2 separate regions of the Gasterosteus aculeatus genome follow, and region 1 is linked to region 2. A link is a contact called in public Hi-C data. All regions are on one chromosome and are shown on one strand. The core of a region is the stretch at or near the end of the contact, and the rest is flanking DNA. Distances in the headings are between cores, read along the strand shown. Region 1 overlaps LOC120828018. Region 2 holds the start of nectin3a (nectin cell adhesion molecule 3a).

Region 1 (5,137 bases), core at 323-2,822, 51 kb before region 2:
GAGATTGTTTTGGTCCAGTTACGTGGTAACAACTTGATACAAACAGCAATTTACATTTATATTAAAATGATTTTATTGACAAATACATTGAAGTAATACATTGAAATCATTCAAATTCATTAGGATTAAATCACATTTTAGTACATAAAAAGGATTATTTCACGTCTTATGCTAAAAATACACTGCAGTTCCAGCAAGCCTTTATCAATAGCTTTGTTCACAGTGCAAAGCAGAATGTCAATCAAAAGTCCTTTCATCTTCACACTGTACTCTTGATGTCAAAGACAATGGAGTAGCTGACCATCGGACCATATTCCTCGCTTTTGTTTTCCGTCACTGCTGACTTCTTTACCTCAGGGGAGCCGGGCTCTTGCATCAGAGATGTCAACGCAGCGAGAGACTCCTTTTTCTGAATTTATATATATATAAAGAGAGAGAGAGAGAGAGTCAACTGGTTGAGGGACTGCTGTTTTTAGATTTGGATAATAGAAAAATAATATTCCCAATGAAAACTTTTTTTTTCTGGAGGAAAACAAGCTTTCATCTTAACTGGATTTGGTCTTACCTTATAATGGGACCGGCTATGTATTTTGCTGTAAAACAACAAAGAAATAATTTATGTGAATTATTGACTTTTTTTAAAGGAGATTGTAGTGTTGAACTTTACCACTAGATGGCACTGTGATTTAACCTGACAAACAAGTTGCAGGCGTGACCGCGTTGTGCTTCAGGAATATGGATGGAAACAGCGAGGGGTGACCTGAGCCCTCGCCATTGATCTCACGTCAGACGCAGCAGCTAACTTTGTACACGAGGACCTTAGAGACATCAACGCAACGAAGACCCGCGGCCGTCAAAAAAAGTGTCCCCAGTACTGGAAGAGAGGTTGCAAAGGGGGGTTGACGGTGTTTCCAAAATAGCTTTTCTCCTGGGGAGTCATGTTTTCGCCTGTTGTACGTCGTGTGACTGACCTTCCCAAATTAGCCTGACAGGACCCGCCCATCACAGCCGGGGATAAGAGCACAATGGCACCTTGACTAAATGTTCTGACCAGAGAAGTGGGCCTACTGAGGCAGCTTCTGAACTGCTGTTGTGCTTCACTGTGTGGCTTCATTTACATCCAGGCCTGAACTTAGATTTGGCAGCGAACAGGAAATATGTGGAAAGTTCTGCACTCAGAAGCCATTAAACGATTCTAGGGTTGTGACAGATGTCCCACATCAGTCGTAAAAGACGAGTGACACGCTGAAGAGATGGGTTTTATTTCTTTCCTCATGGTGACTGGCAGTTTGAATTTTATTATACTTCTGAAGTAGTGGACTTGTGAACTTTTGACCTTTGCTTTCTTGATGTGGCGTTGGTCCATAATTGGCCCAACAAACAGCAGCCGACTGCTGAAAGTGCCAGAAATAACACTGCTAAAAGCCAAAGCAGGAAACTGGAATCATTAATCTGTTCATCTACAATGTGTTACCTGTCTGCAAAACAGGGCTGCGGCGCAGAGGCAGCTGTCTGCCTTCTGCCACACTGCTTCCTGTTTGTGAATAACAGCATGAGATTGGGGTTTTTTGGTCATTCGGGTTAACGATCCGCGCATCCTGTTTGTCTCGTGTTCTGTGCCACCGCCAGCGCCGTTCTCACTGGTCTACGCGTCACCTGCCGTGCTGCAACCACCGTTACCTGTGCAGGTGATTAACTCACCAGCACACCCAGGAGGTGAGGACGAGGACGAGGGTGCCGGCCAAGGCCGAAGAAAGGCCGACGACTACAGCAAGAGCTAAAACACACACACGGACACAGTTGTTAAAGCCACGAATGTATTTTTTTTTAAAGTCGCAGCAAACTTCATAATGAAAAGCATTCCTCAGCATGTTGATGCGATCGGAATGTACTGAGTACACAAGTCGCTCTGATTGTAGATGAACAAACACAACATGGTCCGTACTCACCGAGCTGCTGTTTCTCGCTGGTGAATTCCACTTGAATGTGGACGGTGGCCGTGTGGTGATAAAACGACGCCCGGCAGCTGTACAGGCCTTCATCCCGCTCCGTGAGCCGGGACTGGAAGACCATCGCATCACCCTCCATTTGGGCAAATGCGCCATCGCTCCTGTAACACAAGTCACTTTGAGCTGAATTTGTCTCAGAAGGAGCATTTTATATTTTTCTCATTCCGAACAAATCACTCACAAAGACATAATCCAACGTTATATGAGTCAGTGCTTTAAACTCTGTTTACAGCTCATCTGTTCCAACACTTTAGACATGGATGTTGGAGTTTGCGCCATAATATGAAGTTCAATTTGTTTGTTAACTTGTTTGTCGAGTACATCACTCTTATTTTTTTTTTGAAAAGTTATTCAAATACATAATAGGAGTACATGTGCATTAGTTGGGGTCTATTTCCAGCTGTGGATTTGAACACGTTTGGTCTTCTGGTGAATATTCACAAGAGAATGTGTGTGTGTGTAGTTTTACCCAAAGGGCTGCAGTACCCACATTGATGGGATTACAAATTATCTCTAAACCTAAAGTTATTCTGGGTGATATGCCTGTCATGGAAACATCTCCAGGCTGATAGCTCTTGGTGTGATAGCTCCTTACAACTGGGAAAAGCCTTCATGTTTTACTGTACACTGTGCGCACAGCTGCCTCCTCATCAGGTGGTAGATAACGGTGGCTGCATCACCTTTCACAGACGAGGTTGTACTCTGGCACGTTGCCTTCGACTCGGAGCAGCACTCTTTGGTTGTGATGGTTTTCCTTGAGAGCCAGTCTACGCGTGATGGTTTCACCAACGTAGCGGCTTTGCAGACGAGTCGTGTGATTTAAGACTCTGACGGAGGAGATATCTGCAGAAAAGCCCATTTAACCATGAAGCTGAACCTTGAATCTACATATCGCAGAATCAATTCACGTGAATCACTAAATTTGGTGCAACTTTAATGTGCAGGTATCGATTCTAAACTCACAGTATCTGGGGATGTGAATGGTCTTTTTCTCTGTCACTCCCCGTTCCAAAAGATACGCACAGGTCAGGTCCTGCCCCTCATGAAGGGCCAGAGGAAACTGATAAGTCAGCCTGGCTTTGATGACACAGCCCTCATGCTCTGAATGCAGGGATGTTTGGCCTTTGGCATTCTCGGGAAGGACCCAGGCGAGGTCAGGCCCAACGCCCCCTCCGCTGTAGTCACACACCGCCAGCCAGAGAGGAGACTCCTGCTGTCTCACCAGAGACACAGCCAGCAGGGGGGCTTCTGCAAAAGAAAACAAGGGGTGACAAAGAGGAAGAGGATAAGCAGCTGCGTGAGTTAGTATGAGTCACAGATTGAAGAAAGAACTCACGCACTGTTCAAAAGAATGTGCATTGTTCTTTTTTCTGGTGCCTCCAGGCTTGGATGCTCCACTGTGCAGGTCACATTCTGACCACAACACGAAGATGACGGGACACGCGCGGAGCTCCGGGCCCGCACCGAACCATCGGGCCGGACCTCAGTCGCAGACAGGTAACCGATGCTGCTGCTGTTTCCAACATGCCACCTCACGGTTGCTGCCGGGGCAACGCTCTCCACGGAGCAGTCCACCTTCGTGAACTCTTCGCCGTCCGTCCACTCAGTGCTCGAGTTGATGGTGATTTCGGGGCAGGCTGCGTGGGGAAAGAAGGAGTTTAAAACACCACAGGAAGCCAGGGGGTTTCTTTTGAGAAGATAAGAAAGATAACATGGAAATCGGACCGCGCTTGTGCGGCCAAAAAACGTCCGCTCCTCAGACAAAATTTGATTTGATTTGTCGAACATACCGCAGGGAGGGAGGGTGATGCTTCTGTTCGCCGGCCCCTCGAACGCCGGGTGATTTATTACACACTCTGCGGTGAGCTCCCAAGGCGAGCAGGCAGGGAGGAGTAAAACTCCCCTGACGGAGTGGCTTCCATTATGAGAAGTGAAATTGAACCAAGAAACTCCAGACGAACCCTCTGGTAGAAGCCAGGACATGTTGGCTGCAGGTACAGCATCTGCTGCTGAGCACTCTATCAGCCTGTGTCCGTCTTCAGTCCGAAAGTCTACTCCAATTGTTGGAGCAACTGGGAGGAGAGAAGGTTCCATGTTGATGTCTCACGGTCACGCGATGTGGAAATGTGGCCCGTGAAAGTCTTTTAAGAAGAGTTTCACCTACCAGGCAGCATACGTTGAGGTTTAACTGTGACACGGATCGTCAGGTTTGCTTTAACGTGGTGATAGGAGAAGAAGCATTCGTACAGGCCGGCGTGCTGAAGCTCCAGAGGACCCTGAAGAGTGAGGCTGCTGCCAAACAGCTCAACACCGTCAGGCAAGGGGCCGTCGTCTCTGGAGGGAAATACAAGTAAGAATACAAAGAAGACTCCATGTTTCAGTTGTAGTGTATCACCCGAGGTAGAAAATATGACTCTCAGTCAGGAAACAAGTTGGTATCTGATTCCTGCCGTCTGTCACCTGTGGTTTGGTGCCACCAAACGAGTCAACACATCCTCACAAGGTACACATCGTTTCCCCATGTTGTTCTCCTTTTTTCTCAAGATAAAAAGAAAACCAGACCGAACGGAAAAACAAGAGAACTAAAGAAAAAAAAAGAATAATAAGTACAGTTACGGGTACTTTTTGCAGGTAACGTTGTAATGTGGCACGTTGCCAGTGACGGGCAGGCTGATGACAACGTCCGTCCGTCCTTCCTGCAACTCTAAAGGTTCAGCCGCTCGGAGGTCATCACTGTCGCTTCCCACCTCTGACAAATCTGCATAATAATAAAGCACATTTTTATGAAACTTCTACCTCCGGAGGATCAGCCAAGTCATTTCAGGTGAGACACTGCTAATACTCACAAAAAGACGGCAGCGCTATGACACGTGTCACATGGTGCGTGAATTTGGGGTGGTCAAAGGCGCAGGTGATATTGTGGCCCTCATATACCGTTACAGGGAGGAGAACTGAACTCGTCTGCATGTGTGAGTTCGTAACGTTCTCTCCCTGCAGCTCTTCGCCGCTGTCCAAAGCCAAGGCGATGTCAGCGTCAGGTCTCCCTCCCGATGAAATGCACGAGACCACCCAGAACTCCACTCCTCCTTTCTGCACCATCTCTGCTTTTACGCTCACGTTCGGCCTCG
Region 2 (5,631 bases), core at 1,055-3,554:
TGGTGTACACACACATTCATCGATTTGGTTCATATTAGCGATGACAAAACTAATTACGTGGCACCATTTTACTGTCAATTACACACAATCACGTTGATGAGGAAAAAATTTGGTCAGCTTTTTCAAATCTATTTCAGTTTGGAGTCTGTAATTTAAGTGGCTCCATTACAACATTATTTATTTAGATTTTGAATTATGAGGCCCAAAGAGAAGAAACCACAAAACCATGGTCTTCAATTACAAACCTCACCGGCTGTAGCCACGCCTCAAATAAATCCCCTCCTCACAGAGCCGTCGACACTACAGGGAACCTGAAATGGACACAGTCGAAGCGGGTTCCTCTGCCCACTTGTGCTCCGGTAAAAACAAAGCAGTCAGCCTGGGCCACATGGGCTCCACCATATGTTATTGACAGTAAAAAACCTGCCCCGCTTTCTGCTCCAAACACGACACCAAAACTGATCGCCTTTGGCTAGTTTGTCCTCTGTGTTAATAATAAGCTTGTCCAGGTGACTTTTTTAACTGAAAACCTGCGTGGGACACACACAAACACACACACACACACACACACACACTGCATTGGGACCTTTGCTGCATCAAGTTAGTTTACAACAATGCTTTGCTGATCTGTTCTCTGAAACAAGAGGTTTACAGAGGTCTCTGTAAAAGTATGTGTAGCAAGTGTAAGTGTGCAAATGATGAATATGATAAATATGAAATTGGCTACAGCCGCAGACAAACACACACAGGAGCTTGACAAATGAAACTACCATGCCAATAGGATATTGTCAGCATGTATTGCATTTTTTGGTACAACAGAAGTGCCAAAGGCATGTTTGAAAACCAATTCATAAAATTAAAAAAAATGTCAATTGTCATTGTCAACTAATGACCATTTATGAAACTTTTCATAGTGATGGTTGTAGTTTGCCCATTCTTCAGTATCAGCCTCACTTTCTGCCTTCTAGAAGAATGCTATATAAACACACACACACACACACACACACACACCATAAAGATGGTTTCTTTAATCTTGAACGAGTGTGGTCAGTTTTCTTTTTTTATTATCTCATGTCTTATTCTCCAGGAGATTATCTATTAACAGGGGAAATAGCTGCAGTGGTGGATGGCTGCCATACATGGGAGAATGTCAGTCATTACGGAAATAGTTGTGTAATTTTAAGAAACTGCTGCCATGGCATATCTCGATTTGAAGGTATTGTCCTTGCACTCTTCTTTTGTTTCAGCAGGCCGATCACCCATTTCGATCCCGGCCCACCAGTTGTTTGTATACAGCAGAACTCTCAGTAATGGAAGGTGCTCCGTCTGGCACGCAGCCCGACTGCAGGTCAATACTTTCAGAGACTCTGCAACTGCAGTGCCGTCCCTCAACAAAATATGTCTTCATTTCCCCTTGCCCACCCCTCACGCCTAAAGCGAGGGTCTCCGCCGCCTCTCGCGTACCACATAACGATAATCAACCCCCCTCCTCCCCCTCAGCTGTGTCCAACAACTACTTGAGCAAACTTTTCACAAAAGGAGTTCCCCTTTGCTCTCACCGTTGGGCGACGGAAGCAACGCTCAGTTTTACATTTTAGTACCAACACCAATTAATGGTGCTCGTCAGCGAACTAGTGATGGGACACGCATAGGAAACAACGTACACGTTGGCTTCAGAACGTGCGTGTGACTGCGCCTGAAGTTATCCCCCCGCCCCGCGTGCCGCGGTTCTGCATGTCTAAGTCTAACTTCAGTTGAGTTTGCTTGTGTGTCACCGCCCGTCGCTTCGTGGGTCCAAGTTAACGTTAAACCCGAGCGCGTGTTGGCGACGTTAACGGAGTTGTATCAAAATGCGAGCTTCGGCTAACGTTGTGAGCTGAGCTAGCTAACTTCACTCTCCCACCGGCGTGACGCAAACTCTTCACTGACGGGAGTCGTTAGCTCGAATAAAGCTAGCATTCTTTGAAACAAAGCCCGGTCTAACGTCGGTGAACTAACGGCAGCGGCTTGTGCGCGACTTCTTTCAAAGGCCAAACGTCACAACAACAAAAACCGTTAACTCACGGGTAAGTCCGTACAAGGTGAGGAGTGACGTTAAAAGTCGCAGTCCGTTAGATGGCCAAGTCCTCCCGTGCGGGCATCGTCTCTCCATGATTCCCGTCGCTCTGTGCGCTTTGGCACGCTCTGACCCGTCCTCTCCTCTTCTCTCTCTCTCTCTCTCTCTCTCTCTCTGGCCACTGGCGCGCGCTCCTGGGGGGAGCTGCTCTCCGTGGCAACCTATCGGCGTGGGCTGCACCACTACTGCTGGACACAAGACTGATCAAAAGCAGCCGCTGGACAGCTCCGAAATGCAGGTACGATGGGGATAAAAGTGTTATGTTGATATCTTTTTAACAAAATAATATTTATTTATCTATCTATCAATCTGTCAAAATTTTCATTCATCTGCAAGTAACTGTAATATGGTCTCCTTTCTACAATACTTCCTTTGAAGAAAGTTCATTTTACACAGGGAGTCTACCCTTCAGTATATAAAACTCGCCAAACTCACCATCTGCAACCAAAAAGAGGTGTAACGTTACACGTTAATGCATCCAAATGTATGATCCAGTATATAATATGTGAGCCATTCTGCGTAATAAGTTATTTTACTTCGAAGAAGTATTCCAATGCTAATACCTTTTTATTGAAGTAAACATTTAAATGCAGTATTTCCACACTGTGGTGTTTCTACTTTATAAAGATCTTCTACTTACTACTTACTTGCTACTCATTCTAGTAAAATATGGCATTGACAATAGTATTTAGTTGAGTATTGCAATAACATGCGGGTAGTATATAATTGGTCAGTTGTCAAAGTACCCAATGGGCTTTACTAATTTATGCCATAATATTACAATATCAATGTGAATGCATTTATGTGTCATATTTTACTTGGCCAGTCAAGGCCGATCCTAATTGGGGTTTTTTACAGTTGAGAATCTTTCTAATTTTTTGTGAAATACAAGTAGAAAGTTACACGGCCTGAACATATTCAAGTGCAGTACACATAAATGTGGTCAGTACCAGGGCAATTCACAACAATGATTAACATTGGCAACCAGACCGTCATTCATGAGACTTTTTAAAAACAGCAAAGAGGACTTAAGTTGTCAAATAGGACCTATGCTGGAGGCCCCAAAACCTCAGGGGGCCGAGGGCTCCAGGTTCTCCACATGACATTTAGTTTAAGTTAATTTGATTAATTCTACATTTGTTTAGTTATATGGGTTTCAATGCTAATGCACCACATAGACTCCCATGATAAGGGCCCAATGATTACAAGTTGTGGGCCCGCCTACAGGATTTGTATGACCCTAAATAGGTGGATAACTGCTTAATATATACATGTGTTTTATAAAAAAAGTTAACTTTACAGGAGTGCTTTCTCTAAAAAAATAATATAATATACAGGCGTAATATTGTTTGGTTGAGTGGGGAATCCCCTCGTTATGAGGACATACTAGCAAAAACAGGCACTCTGAAGATCTTAAAAGGGATCCTTTTTTTCTCAGACTGGCAAACGGTTACACAACAGTCTAACCACCAGCCTAGCTTAGTCATAGATCACGTTTTTCTATGAAGGTTTCGAATTAAAACCGATACAAATGTTGACTTCCAGTTACACATTTCCAAGGGCTCTCAGACTTTAAAAAACTCACCTATACCAAAGTTTACCAAAATTAAACATATGTATTGTCTGAATAAATTTAGGGTCGAAGAACATAAGCAGCAAATACTAAAATGTATTAACCAGCCTAACGCCACAGAAATATTCAAATTAATAAACATGATGATGATTATCAGTGATGGCTGACGTGCGTGTTTTGGAGGTAATTTGTAACCAATGTTCTAAAAGTATTTTAACACTGCAGAAAAATCCAGGAATTGAATATAAAAGTTAATATGGACCCCAGGAGATTTGCTAATGAAGGACAAATCAGTCACACGCAACAAAAGTGATGAAGTGCTTCCTGTTTCTCAGAATGTGCACATTTCTACAACTCTCTCCTAAAAGGAAGTAGTAATGAAGGACTCTCCTGCATTGTTCTTTTCTTTGAGATAATTACAGCTTTTACACATTCAGGAATCCGGCGTTGTGTGCGGGCGGCACTGTTATTATCATGCACCGCAGCATGAACTGATAAACATGCTTCCTCAGCAGTTTTAGACGCACATCATATTTATTCTCTGCACATAAGCAAAAATGCTCATCTCAATGAGATTCCTTCACGTTGAGCTGCCCATCTCGCACCTCTGTGACGTCCTCGGAGTCCGTATTACCTCATCAGGAGACACAAACTCTCCAGGGAGCCTCCAATCTGCTGCAAAATTTAACCCGCTGCCTCAACCAGCTCTATAACTCAGCATCACTGTGATTAAAGCATGACCCATGATATGTCACCAACAGCCTTTATACCCTGCGGCGGTTTATTTATATCCTCAAAGAGCTATAAATCCCCCAGGTGAAAGTGCTGCCCTTTTCACCAATCAATCTCCCCTCCCGGGCTACTTTGCATTGGAACAGTAACGGCAGTGCAGGGAGGAGGCTCGTGTATCCATGAGATGATGAATAACATCCTATTTTCTTCCACAAAACATGTAATGTGTTAATGTTATGTCAGTGGAATAGTTTCAGTGAGGCTTATTTTACACAGCTTACAGAATTTCTGCTGTAAGAAATGCTTAAACGCCCCCAGCAGCGCTAAATAGTTCATGAGCATTTATGGCCCATGACCTTAGTAATTGTGGTGACCTCACTGAGGTCTCTTAAATAAAAAATAAAATACTTCTGTGTAAGTAGCACATTTTCTTCCGGGCAAGCGACGCTGCACTGGCACCACCTCCCCTGTGACTAGTGGGTGCACATCCACACTGGCTGTCTGGGACATTTGGTTTTACAGCCTGTGAAAACAGCCTTTGTTAAACACAACATTCCTCACTAGTCACATTGGTGAGCCAGTCCTTGCTACCTCACCCCCCCTTCACCCCACCCATAGCCACTTTCATAGGCCAAGGTTTGACCACCTAGAGCAGGGAGATATCACACTGGTGTTTGCAGCTCCACATCGGCCTCCCACCGTAATGAGATCTCTCCACGCTGACCCTGTGCAGTAAACACTGACCTTTTGGAAGGCAAACATGCAGAGCGCAGTAACAGTCAGAGCACACTCACATTTGGGAAGGATAAGGCTGCTCAGAAATTGGTATTGAGGGTTCAAACTGGTTATGATCCATGCACAATCCTTAAATTGTGGTACTGTATGTAGCCACGCTGGGTTGGAGTCTAAATGCAGTGTGCAATTGTAGGGAAACGTGCCGCAGGGTGTGCAGCGTATTCACAGGGATGGTTCTCTAACAATCTTGTTTTTAAACACCATAGACAGTTAATAAAATGGGTCATTTCCATTTTAGTAAAAAAGTATAAACAATGGGAAATAGTTACTCCAGTAAACTCATTTGGACTGATTGGGAATGAAAATGGAAATAGTGCATCCAACTGTAGAAATAATTAAGTAAGAGGGCCACAATGGATTTAGAACGCCATCTGCAGGAATTAAAAGGGGTTCACACTGTTTAAGGCCCACTTTT

What was found. Hi-C and Micro-C count contacts between places; a contact is called where the count stands out from the background.
Region 1: a contact with region 2 is called in a Hi-C map of whole body, with 2.8 times the contacts expected there. The contact joins the enhancer-like site here to the promoter of nectin3a in region 2. A contact is called at or near these places in 2 of 6 Hi-C or Micro-C datasets (skeletal muscle and whole body).

Annotation. Positions count from the first base shown.
Region 1 is chr1:13,456,771-13,461,907 of fGasAcu3.hap1.1, reverse strand. LOC120828018 reads right to left here. Exons shown (of 14, transcript XM_040191304.2): 4 at 4,856-5,137; 5 at 4,632-4,767; 6 at 4,174-4,343; 7 at 3,800-4,081; 8 at 3,350-3,646; 9 at 2,973-3,257; 10 at 2,690-2,852; 11 at 1,950-2,110; 12 at 1,702-1,777; 13 at 566-593; 14 at 50-409. The coding sequence ends at 260. Among protein-coding and RNA genes, the nearest start is that of LOC120828018, 6.8 kb to the right of the region's middle. Within about 2 kb of position 1,572, at least 5 of the 9 cell types and tissues checked have open chromatin away from gene starts, as enhancers often do.
Region 2 is chr1:13,406,053-13,411,683 of fGasAcu3.hap1.1, reverse strand. It overlaps nectin3a (nectin cell adhesion molecule 3a), which reads right to left and starts at 2,304. Exons shown (of 6, transcript XM_040179576.2): 1 at 2,065-2,304. The coding sequence starts at 2,152.